Linked DNA regions of Sus scrofa: region 2 is linked to region 1. Evidence: chromatin contacts called from public HiChIP or PLAC-seq data. All regions are on one chromosome and are shown on one strand. Each heading gives the region's core, a stretch centred on a gene start, on an enhancer-like site or on the middle of the called end of the contact. The rest is flanking DNA. Distances are from core to core; before and after follow the strand shown.

Region 1 (4,755 bases), core at 956-3,455:
AAAGCATTAAAAACAGATAATATCTAGTACTAGTCAGGTCTCAGGAAATAAGATCTCTAATACAGTTCTGACCAGAGTGTAAATTTGTAACTTTCTGGAGAGAAATTTGGCAAACTGAATAAAAAAAGACAACCCTTTGATGTAGCAATTCCACTTTTAAGAATATACCCTGGAGTTCCTCTCATGGTGCAGCAGAAACAAATCCGACTAGGAACTATGAGGTCGCGGGTTCGATCCCTAGCCTCACTCAGTGGGTTAAAGATCTGGCATTGCTGTGAACTGTGGTGTAGGTCACAGAGGCGGCTCAGATCTGGTGTTGCTGTGGCAGAGGACAGCAGCTGTAGCTCCGATTAGACCCCTAGCCTGGTAACCTCTATGTGCCATAGGTGCGGCCCTAAGAAAAAAACAAAAAACAGAATATACCCTAATAAGGATTTATGCAGAGTTCAAACTGGAAACGTATTCGCAAAAACCTTGTTTATAACAATTAAAAATAACCTAAATGTTTATTATTAGTGAATTTGGCTTTGTAAATTACTCATACAACAGAATATTTTGCAGATGTTAAAATTATGTGGTAAAAGTATATTTGATGGCCATAAAGGAAGTTCACAACATAATTGAAGAAAACAGGGAACTAAATATTCTGCATAGTATGGTCCAGTTTTGTTAAAAAATATCATATATATGTACTATATACACATATACACATAACATATACACACATATATACCTATATTTGGTGGTTGATTTCTTTTTGCTTACGTGTATACAACATTTTAGAGTTCATTACTTGAGGCATTCCCATGGTGGCTCAGAGGAAATGAATCTGACTAATATCTTTGAGGATGCAGGTTCAATCCGTGGCCTCGCTCAGTGGGTTAAGGATCTGGCAATGCAGTGAGCTATGGCGTAGATTGCAGAGGTGGCTGGGATCTGGCATTGCTGTGGCTGTGGCACAGGCTGGCATCTACAGCTCCCATTCCACCCCTAGCCTGGGAACCTCCGTATGCCTCAGGAGCAGCACTAAAAAGACAAAAAAAATTATTATTTGATTTTATTATATTATTTGTTTTGCCTATATAACAAAGACATTAAAAATATGAGCTTTTCTCGTCTATCAAATATGAAAATGTTTAAAAAAGTATGCACTAAGATAACACAAAGTTCACAGCACTTAGTTTTTTTTTTTAAGGATCACACCCACATGGCACATTGAAGTTCCCAGGCCAGGGGTCAAATCAGAGCCACAGCCCATGGCAACGCAGGATCTGACCCTCATCTGCGACCTACACCACATTCCACAGTTATTACTGGATCCCCAATCCATGCAGTGGGGCCAAGGCTCGAACCCGCATCCTCATGGACACTATTTGCATTGTTTCCACTGAGCCACAATGGTAACTCCTCACAGCACTTAGTTGATTATCAATAAATATTAGTTCCTCTCTCTTTCCTAGTGACAGGAGGTATTCAAGCACCAGTCAGAAAATGGAAGATGTGTGATGTAGTTTAAGAGATTTAAGCAACAGGTTTGCATAGAGGACCTCTGAAGCTCCTTTCAACTCTGACATTTCATGATCACTGCAATTGTTTCCTAGATACTTAGTAAACAATGGAATGAGATAACACGAAAAAATATGGTTTGTATTGAATATCCAGAGGTTGTGTTACCATCTCCAGCACCGTACACTGTGAATGGAGGGGGGTGGTGTGAAAAGAAATACCGCAGGAGGGAGCGCGGACGCAAATCCCAACCCACCTCTTCATTGACAGTTCCCTGGCTTCCTTTTTTGTGAATGAGCAGTTGTTCTTGGGCCTTAGAACAGACACTATGAGCGAGAAAAAGAACTTTAAAAAGAGAATTACTTTCCTTTTCCAAGGAGCTGCCGGGTGGACCAAAACAGAGGAGCCAAGTGCCCTTTTCAACCGTCTGAGAGTGTGGGAGACGTTCAAGACCCTGGGATCCAGTCAGTAAGGGACTGGGGAGCTCTCTCTAGGCACAGAGAACGCGAGGCGTGAAGGCCTCTCCTAGTCGGCCGCCCCGGGCCTTCTCCGACACCACCAGGCGGGCGAGCTAGCCGGGGAAAGGACACGCGGACGCTGGGCTCCCTGAAGCTCTCCGGCGGCCCCCACGTGCACGCCGGCCTCCGGGAGGCGGGGGCCGCGGGCAGTGGGCGGGGCGAAGGCCGCGGGGCGGGGCGCCAGCTGCGCGCTGGGCGGGAGCGGGGCGCGCAGCGTGGTCTGGCGCTTCTCCTCCTCCCGCGCCCAGGCGGGGCGGGCTGAGCTCCTCCCCCGGCTCGGCCTCCCTCCCCTCCTCTGCCCTCCCTCCGCCCAGCCGTTTCTCCCTCCCCCTCCCCTTCTTCCTCCGTGAGGCGCTCCTCCAGCAGCCAGGCAGCATGGCGGCCGTGGAGACGCGTGTGTGCGAGACGGATGGTTGCAGCAGTGAGGCCAAGCTCCAGTGTCCCACCTGCATCAAGCTGGGCATCCAGGGCTCATACTTCTGCTCGCAGGTAGACACCCGCCCCCCCGAGGCGCCGCCGCCGCCACCGACCCCTTCCCCTCCCCGCCTGTCCTCGCGGCCGGTCGGGACACGCTCCTCCTCTTCCCCAGGCGGGCGCGCCGGCCGCGCTTCCTTCCCACCTCGTCTGCAGTGCCGCTGCCCCTTCTCGCCCCTGAGGAATCCCCGGCCCTTCGGACCCCGGCTGCGCAGGGCGCACGCGGGGGGGCGGGGGCGCGGTCGGCCGCGGCCACGTGGGCTGGGGGCGGAAGCTGACTTGCCCTGGGTACCCGGCAGTCTTAGGGCGCTGTGTTTCGGGGCCAGGTGTGCGGGCTCCGCAAGACAGATGGGGACGCCGCGGGAAGGGGGCAGCCCCAGCCGTGTGAGCCACCACAGCCCCAGCTCCTGGCAGGGCTCTGATCTTGGTCGCGGGGGGCTGCGGGGCGGGTAGTACCCCGGTCCCGACGGGATTGGGGGTCAGAAGACACCAGCTGGGCTTTGAGGAGTGAGTTGCTTGGGACCATGGAGTCGCAGAGAGGAGGAATCCTAGCTCCAGCCCCACCTCTGTTCCTAGGTTTTACTGCTGCGCACTGACACTTAAGCAACTTTGGGGTTGAGGAATGGAGAGAGTCTGTGTAATTCATTTTTTTCCTTTGGCATCCAAAATTATTAATTTACAAGACCGTAAACTAACAGGGTGAGTCCTTCTGTTTTACCCAGTTTCCCTCTGAGTGAAAAAGACAGTTCCATTAAGGGTTATGCTTTAAGGCCGTAGTGTATTTTAGTAAGTTTTGTGCAGTGGAGCAAAGCCAGCATTGAAAGGGGTCCGGACTGAAACGTGTGCTCGTGTTTATGTTTACTGAGGAGTGCTAGTATTGCGGGCACATTTTGACGCTTAGAGTATTGGCCCGGCAGCGTAGTTTGGCTTTTAGTTACAGACCAGGTTTCTTGAAGAGAGACACATGAATATTCAAGTACTAAATTGGTAGTGTTCTTGGGGGAGGAGAGCGTGAACAAAGAGTCCGAAAGTCTGGTCAAGGCCCTGCCCTTGCCGGTGACTGTAAGATCTTGAACTAATCAAGTTACTTAATCTTTCTGAGCTCCAATCCCACCACTGTACCGAGGGGAAGATGATACTTTTACTTACATAGTTCACAAGGTTGTTCTGAGGTACATATTACTCAGTGAATGTGAAATGCTGGTAAAACATTAATCGTTTATGTAGCACTGTATGAATAAATAAATAGAATAAAGACAAACATATAAACAATAAACAATGATATTATTTCAAATATAAAATGTAAACATAAGGTGTATGTAAAATTAACATGTAAATAAGATCCTTAAGGCCCAACACTTGTAGATAAGAGATCCTAGCTAAGTTGCACAGGTCTTGTTTTCAGATAGGACATGATCCTTGACCTTGTTAGTATCGTTTGGAAAAAGTTGCACATGAAGTGTTGCTCATTCTAAAAATAGCATTGGGACTACTCAACGTACTAAACTGGTCTGAGTCCTTTTGTTTCTTTAAAATAATTGTCAAATTCTATAATTTGTTGAGGTCAATGTGGGACCTGGACTTCAAACCACAACCAAAAAGACCCCTAGCAGCATGCTTTTGAAAATTGTGTACTGTCTGAATAGAATCATGTGGTTTACATTGTTTAAAGTTAGTTGGCATTTTGTAATGCTAAATGAATTAATAGGTACAGACACTTATGAAACCATGTTCATCAAGGAAAGGTGGGATTCTCTTAGGTATGGTATTATTCAGCAGAGGGAACGTTGGCTCATTGGGGTTTGTGGGAAAATGTCAACACACTTGTGAAAACATGCAAGGTGTCCTCAGTACTGTAGGATGGGAAGTATTTCATGTTGGATTCTGTAGGTACATTTTTGATACCATTGCTATACCTGTAGCCAAACACATCCTGACTGGCCGAATAGGATAATGTAGTTTACATTGTCTCTCTTTCTTCATTCCTCTTACTACCTCTTACAGTCAGTTTTTAAAAATTTTCCCCCGTTCAGGTATAGTTGTCTCTCAGTTCATTTTCCTACTGTAGTTTCCTACTTTGCAAATAAATGTCCACACACACAAAAACAAAGGAACAAAACCTTTTGTACAGAGGTTGTTTTTCCCCATGGCATAGCTCTGTCTGACTATGCATACACCCCAGTCGTAACGAATAGGTTATTTGTTTTTTTTTTAAGGGTCACACCTGTGGTATATGAAAGTTCCCAGGCTAGGGGTT
Region 2 (4,755 bases), core at 814-3,313, 57 kb before region 1:
AAATATATCTTTTATCTATTTAACATTAATGTTCTAAAAACCAGTTAACTGTACCAGCAACTTAAGAGTTTTGTAGTCCATCTAATTTTCAGGAATATAAATAAAAATCGGTACCAATAAAAATACAAGGGAGTTCCCACTTGTGACAAAGTAGGTTAAGAATCCCAATGCAGTGGCTGGGATTGCTGCGGAGATGCAGGTTCAATGCCCAGCCCGAAACAGTGGGTTAAAGGATCCCGGTTAAAGGATCCAGCGTAGGCGTAGCCGCAACTGCATCTTAGGTCCAGCTGTGGCTCGGATTCAACCCCTGGCCTGGGAACTTCCATATGCCTCGAGTGCGGCCATACATACAATTTTCAAAAATAAATAAATAAACAAATGAATAAATAATAAATATAAGTACAAATGACCAAGCAGAAAAACTGCCTTAAATTCGGGCAACAAGGAAAGGATAATTAACATCAATGTAACTGAAAAATAAGCATTTTTGTATCCTATAGATCTTTTTATAACTAGTTTTTTTTTTTAATTATAAAAGTCTTCAAAGAAAAGTCAAAGCAAATTGGGACGCCATCATCAAAATCACGAACTACCATTAAAGATTCACAAAATTATCGGGCAACCAAGGTCTAGTACAGTTCCAGAGTATCAAACGTTTTCTGGCTACACACCTCTAAAACAGAATCACTTGTATGTGACATTCCTAAAACGGCAACACAGGCCTAGAAGTTTCCGTGAGTCAGTGCCGGCAAACCCAAACTATGACAAACATACTCTCTCCTTTGGGCGGTAACTATCAACTTTGTGCTCTGGGATCAGCCTGCTTAAAATAAGTTTAAGATGGTGCCTGAACTGGGAAGAAAGCCAGGAGAACGGATAAAGAAAAAAAATCAAACAGAAACCTAACTTTAAAAGTTAAGTTAAACAGTGTCTGAGAACTCTTCCAGAGGATAAAGCCGCGGAAGAACAGATGGATCTACACCCATTCGCACTCTCTGAGGCGTGCGCACAGCGCGGAAAGGATGAATGAATGGAAGACAGGCGCGTGTGAAATGCCGCAGGTCCGGCCGGCAAGCCGACCAGCCCCAGCAGCTATCAGCAGGCCTCGCTCCTCCCCCTTCCCTCCTCCATGACAGCCCAGGCTCAAGCATGGAGGGGCGAGGACAATGTGATCCCCCTTCCAACCACCAGCACCCTTCACCCTACTCTCAGAGCTTTACCGCGCCACCAAGGGTTCTCCTCCCCACCCCGAAACCTTTCTCGCCTCCCGGGTCGCCAACCCCGACAACTCTCGGACATGCTGGAGTAACATGCGCTCGCCCCTCTCGGCTCCCCTCGGCGAGGAAGAACCTTCTCCGCGCGTGCCGCGGCACCACTCCCGCCCAACCCACCCCGTGGCACCGCGCGCTCACCGGCTCCCTGGCCCACCGGTCTAAGAAATCCCGGCGCGCGCCCGGAACCCAAGCCCCTGAGCCAGAGCTCGGGAGGGAGAGAGGGAAAGGCTGCTCCGAGGCTCCCTCCTCCATCTCATTCCAGGCCGGCTCGCCGCCCACCGTCCCTGCGAATCCTGGCGCTCGTTCGGAGCCGGGCCCGCGCCTTCCCATCGCAAAGGCACGATTCCCACACACCTCGCCCAGAGGCCGGATCACGCACCACCCTTATAGACACCTTGCGGCTCCACAGGGGGAGCCGCGCCGCCCCTCCCCCACATCTCTCCCCTAGCTCGCGGGCCCCCACCAGAACGTGTGCTCTACACGCCGTGGCGGCCAGCCTCCGGGGCGCCCCCAATTGTCCGCAGGGAGGTCAGGCCAAAGAAGAGGGGGAGGGGGCGGCAAGGGGTAGCGTGCGCGCTGGGAACGCCGTCCCGCGGGATCCTTCAGTCCGAAAGGAGACGGAGCGCGGGGACCGGTGGGGGTGGGGGCCAAAGGCAATACTCACCGGTTCCACAGTCGCCATCTTAGATCGATCTGATCGCACAACCGCTCCTGAAGGGAGGGGGTGAGAGGAAAAAAATGAGATTCAAACCGGATTGGCCGGCTACTGTTCACGTGACGGACGTGTCCGTTTGGCCCTGGCGGCGCCTGCGCAAGACTGCAGCTGCGTGTTTAACAAGAGGCTTCTGGGAAGTGGAGTCGCTCTCTCGGTGGCTCGCTCTCCCTGTCTCTTTTTTTTAGGCTAGGAAGTTTAAAAAAAAAAAAAAAAAAAAGACTGGTCACGTGGCCGGTGGGTACCGTGCGCGGTTCTCGGCGCAGCGGACACTCGCGTGCTGGAGGGTGGCTTTCAGTCCTCTGCTCTTCCGCCTGGGTAGTTGCTGTCGCACTCACTGCCAGGCATGCCTCCTGTGCCCTTTGTCGCCCTGTCCTCCCATCTTCCTCGGAAGGTTGGGAACTGTAGGCTCAACACGCACAATAAGGCTTCATTTGCTTAGTTGAGGTCCTAGGACAAGTTGCCTGTGTGTTTATTTAATTTTCTTTTGACTTCCCACCATTTTCTCTTAGTTCCAAAAAGAGGCGGCGAGGGAAAATCGTTAAGCAATCAACCCTCCCCCGTCCCCCGGCTCCGCTAACGCTGGTGGTCACTCATTGCCATCACTGCGAAAGGGAGTGGCGGAACCGCCCACAGTAACCACTTGCCACAGTTCGGGGGAGGGGGAGTGCACCCGACAGCTTTTCGTGTTCCAACTCCTGAGATTAAAATCTCAGGGCTAAATCTTGCGTGGAAGTAAAAATTATCTGAAGTTCTGTCCTCTCGATTGCACTGTTCTGCTTCGACGTGAAGGGAAATAGCCCAAGTCCAGGTGCCAGCCAGGGAAGCCACTCCGGCCCCCGCTGACTAAGCCCTGGACTGACCGTCAGGAGTCGTTAGGCTGGGTCAACTATGACTCTTGACGTTGACTCATTCTCCTTAGGCAAGTGACTTAATCATTCAGTGCCTCAGCTTTTTCATTTATGAACCACAGATGGTAATACACTTACCTCACAAGGGTATGCTGTGGTAATGATTGTAACCAGCTTTGAAAATGCATCAGACTCTATAAATGCTTCATAATAAGCAACCTCGTGCCTTCGTAAGGATCAGCTGCTTCCCTTACTGTTCTTTAAACAATGTTTTAAATTTTTCTTTTGCTTATGTTGTTACATTATCATGTACACCAATGCAATTTTAAAAGTTTCGAGACAATGTTTTTATAACTAGCTACCCTCCATAGAGGCTTTAATGTTTAGGAAAATATTGTTATAATCACTGGCAATTAGAGGTTTATCCCCAGAGTGACATCCGACGTTTTCTTCCCCGCTAAGATACTGTGCTGTCATTTCTTTCTTTTTTTCTTTTTTTTGCTTGTGCTGTCATTTCTGAAGACAGTCTTACTCTGCACAGTCTGGTTATCCATATAAAAAAACAGAAGAAATCTAGCAGAGTGCTACTGCAAGATTTTAATGAGGAAGATATTATATCATTACTATTTCCCATGCTTCTTAAGAATGTTAACACCAGAAAAATCAGTATAATCAGGCTACCTGTGCCTGCCTGCTTTAGTGCTGCTGATGTCCAGAGCTGTGTCATACCTATTATTGAGTACATAATGGTTGCTTGAGTTGACTAACACATAATTGAGACTGTAATAAGAGCTCAAAACCATTTCCTGCTCATATGCTTTGGTTTACCTGGATGTCAGAGATGATTAATGAAAGCTTTGGTCCAGTCAGCTTAGCTCTAGTAGGTTTAAAGTAATAGAGTTCTAAAAAATAAAATAAAACAAATTGGATAAAGAGGTTTCTATTTGCAGAGACTATGTGCTCTTAATTAAACTATCCAAAGTAATTATAGGCAATCCCAGTGATATCTTCTGTTAGTTAAAAGTAGTATCTGATGGGAGTTCCTGTTGTGGCGCAGTGGAAGTGAAACCGACTAGGAACCATGAGGTTGTCAGTTCCATCCCTGGCCCCACTCAGTGGGTTAAGGATCTGGCCGTGCTGTGAGCTGTGGTGTAGGTTGCAGACTCGGCTTGGATCTGATGTTGCTATGGCTGTGGTGTAAGCCGGCAGCTGTAGCTCCAGGTGGACCCCTGGCCTGGGAATCTCCATATGCTGTGGGTGCCATCCTAAAAAAAAAAAAAGTAGTATCTCAATATCTTTGAGGAGATAATATAGATGTATTATTTTCCCAATGCTGCTAGATAACAGATTTAAAATTTAAAAACACTTCAATCTCTATATGGGACTGAAAACCACTGATATTCTCAAACTTTAATGATAGCTCCCATTTTATTAACTCTCTTGATCAAAACACTCTTCACTTTTGGTAATCATCCTAGTACTTCTATGGTGCATATATATGCACCTATTCTTCAGAGCTTAATTTCTCTCATTTTGTATGTATTTTGTTGCATGTGTTTTGTGGCATATTCATGTGTCCTTGCTTAACATCACTATTAGATTCCACCATGTCAAAGACTTGGTGATTAAGTTTTTAATCTATGTGTGTCTATGGTTTTGTTTTGGCCAATCTGAAATGTACAGAGAAGAAAATTTATACTATATTAATCTACAAATGTACATTTGTTACATTACTACCATATTTGTGTTTGCATTTAAAGAAAAGAGAATAAAAAGATTTTTTTAAGTGGGAAATGGTATTGAGATACTATTCTACTTGATCTCATTATCTAGTTAATACATAACTAATAGCCCAGTGTAATATCATGGTAACAATTATTTATAAGCCTAAATTATTGGTCATCATTTAAGAATGTAA

What was found. HiChIP or PLAC-seq counts read pairs in DNA pulled down with a chosen protein or histone mark.
Region 2: an H3K27ac HiChIP or PLAC-seq map of alveolar macrophages shows a contact between it and region 1. The contact joins the promoter of EIF4E here to the promoter of METAP1 in region 1. A contact is called at or near these places in 1 of 5 promoter capture datasets (liver), 17 of 47 Hi-C or Micro-C datasets (alveolar macrophages, blood, brain and 7 more) and 2 of 2 datasets of contacts at active chromatin or transcription factors (alveolar macrophages and skeletal muscle).

Annotation. Positions count from the first base shown.
Region 1 is chr8:121,350,062-121,354,816 of Sscrofa11.1, reverse strand. METAP1 (methionine aminopeptidase 1) reads left to right here and starts at 2,205. Exons shown (of 11, transcript XM_003129313.5): 1 at 2,205-2,513. The coding sequence starts at 2,400.
Region 2 is chr8:121,406,941-121,411,695 of Sscrofa11.1, reverse strand. It overlaps EIF4E (eukaryotic translation initiation factor 4E), which reads right to left and starts at 2,063. Exons shown (of 7, transcript XM_003129314.5): 1 at 1,939-2,063. The coding sequence starts at 1,956.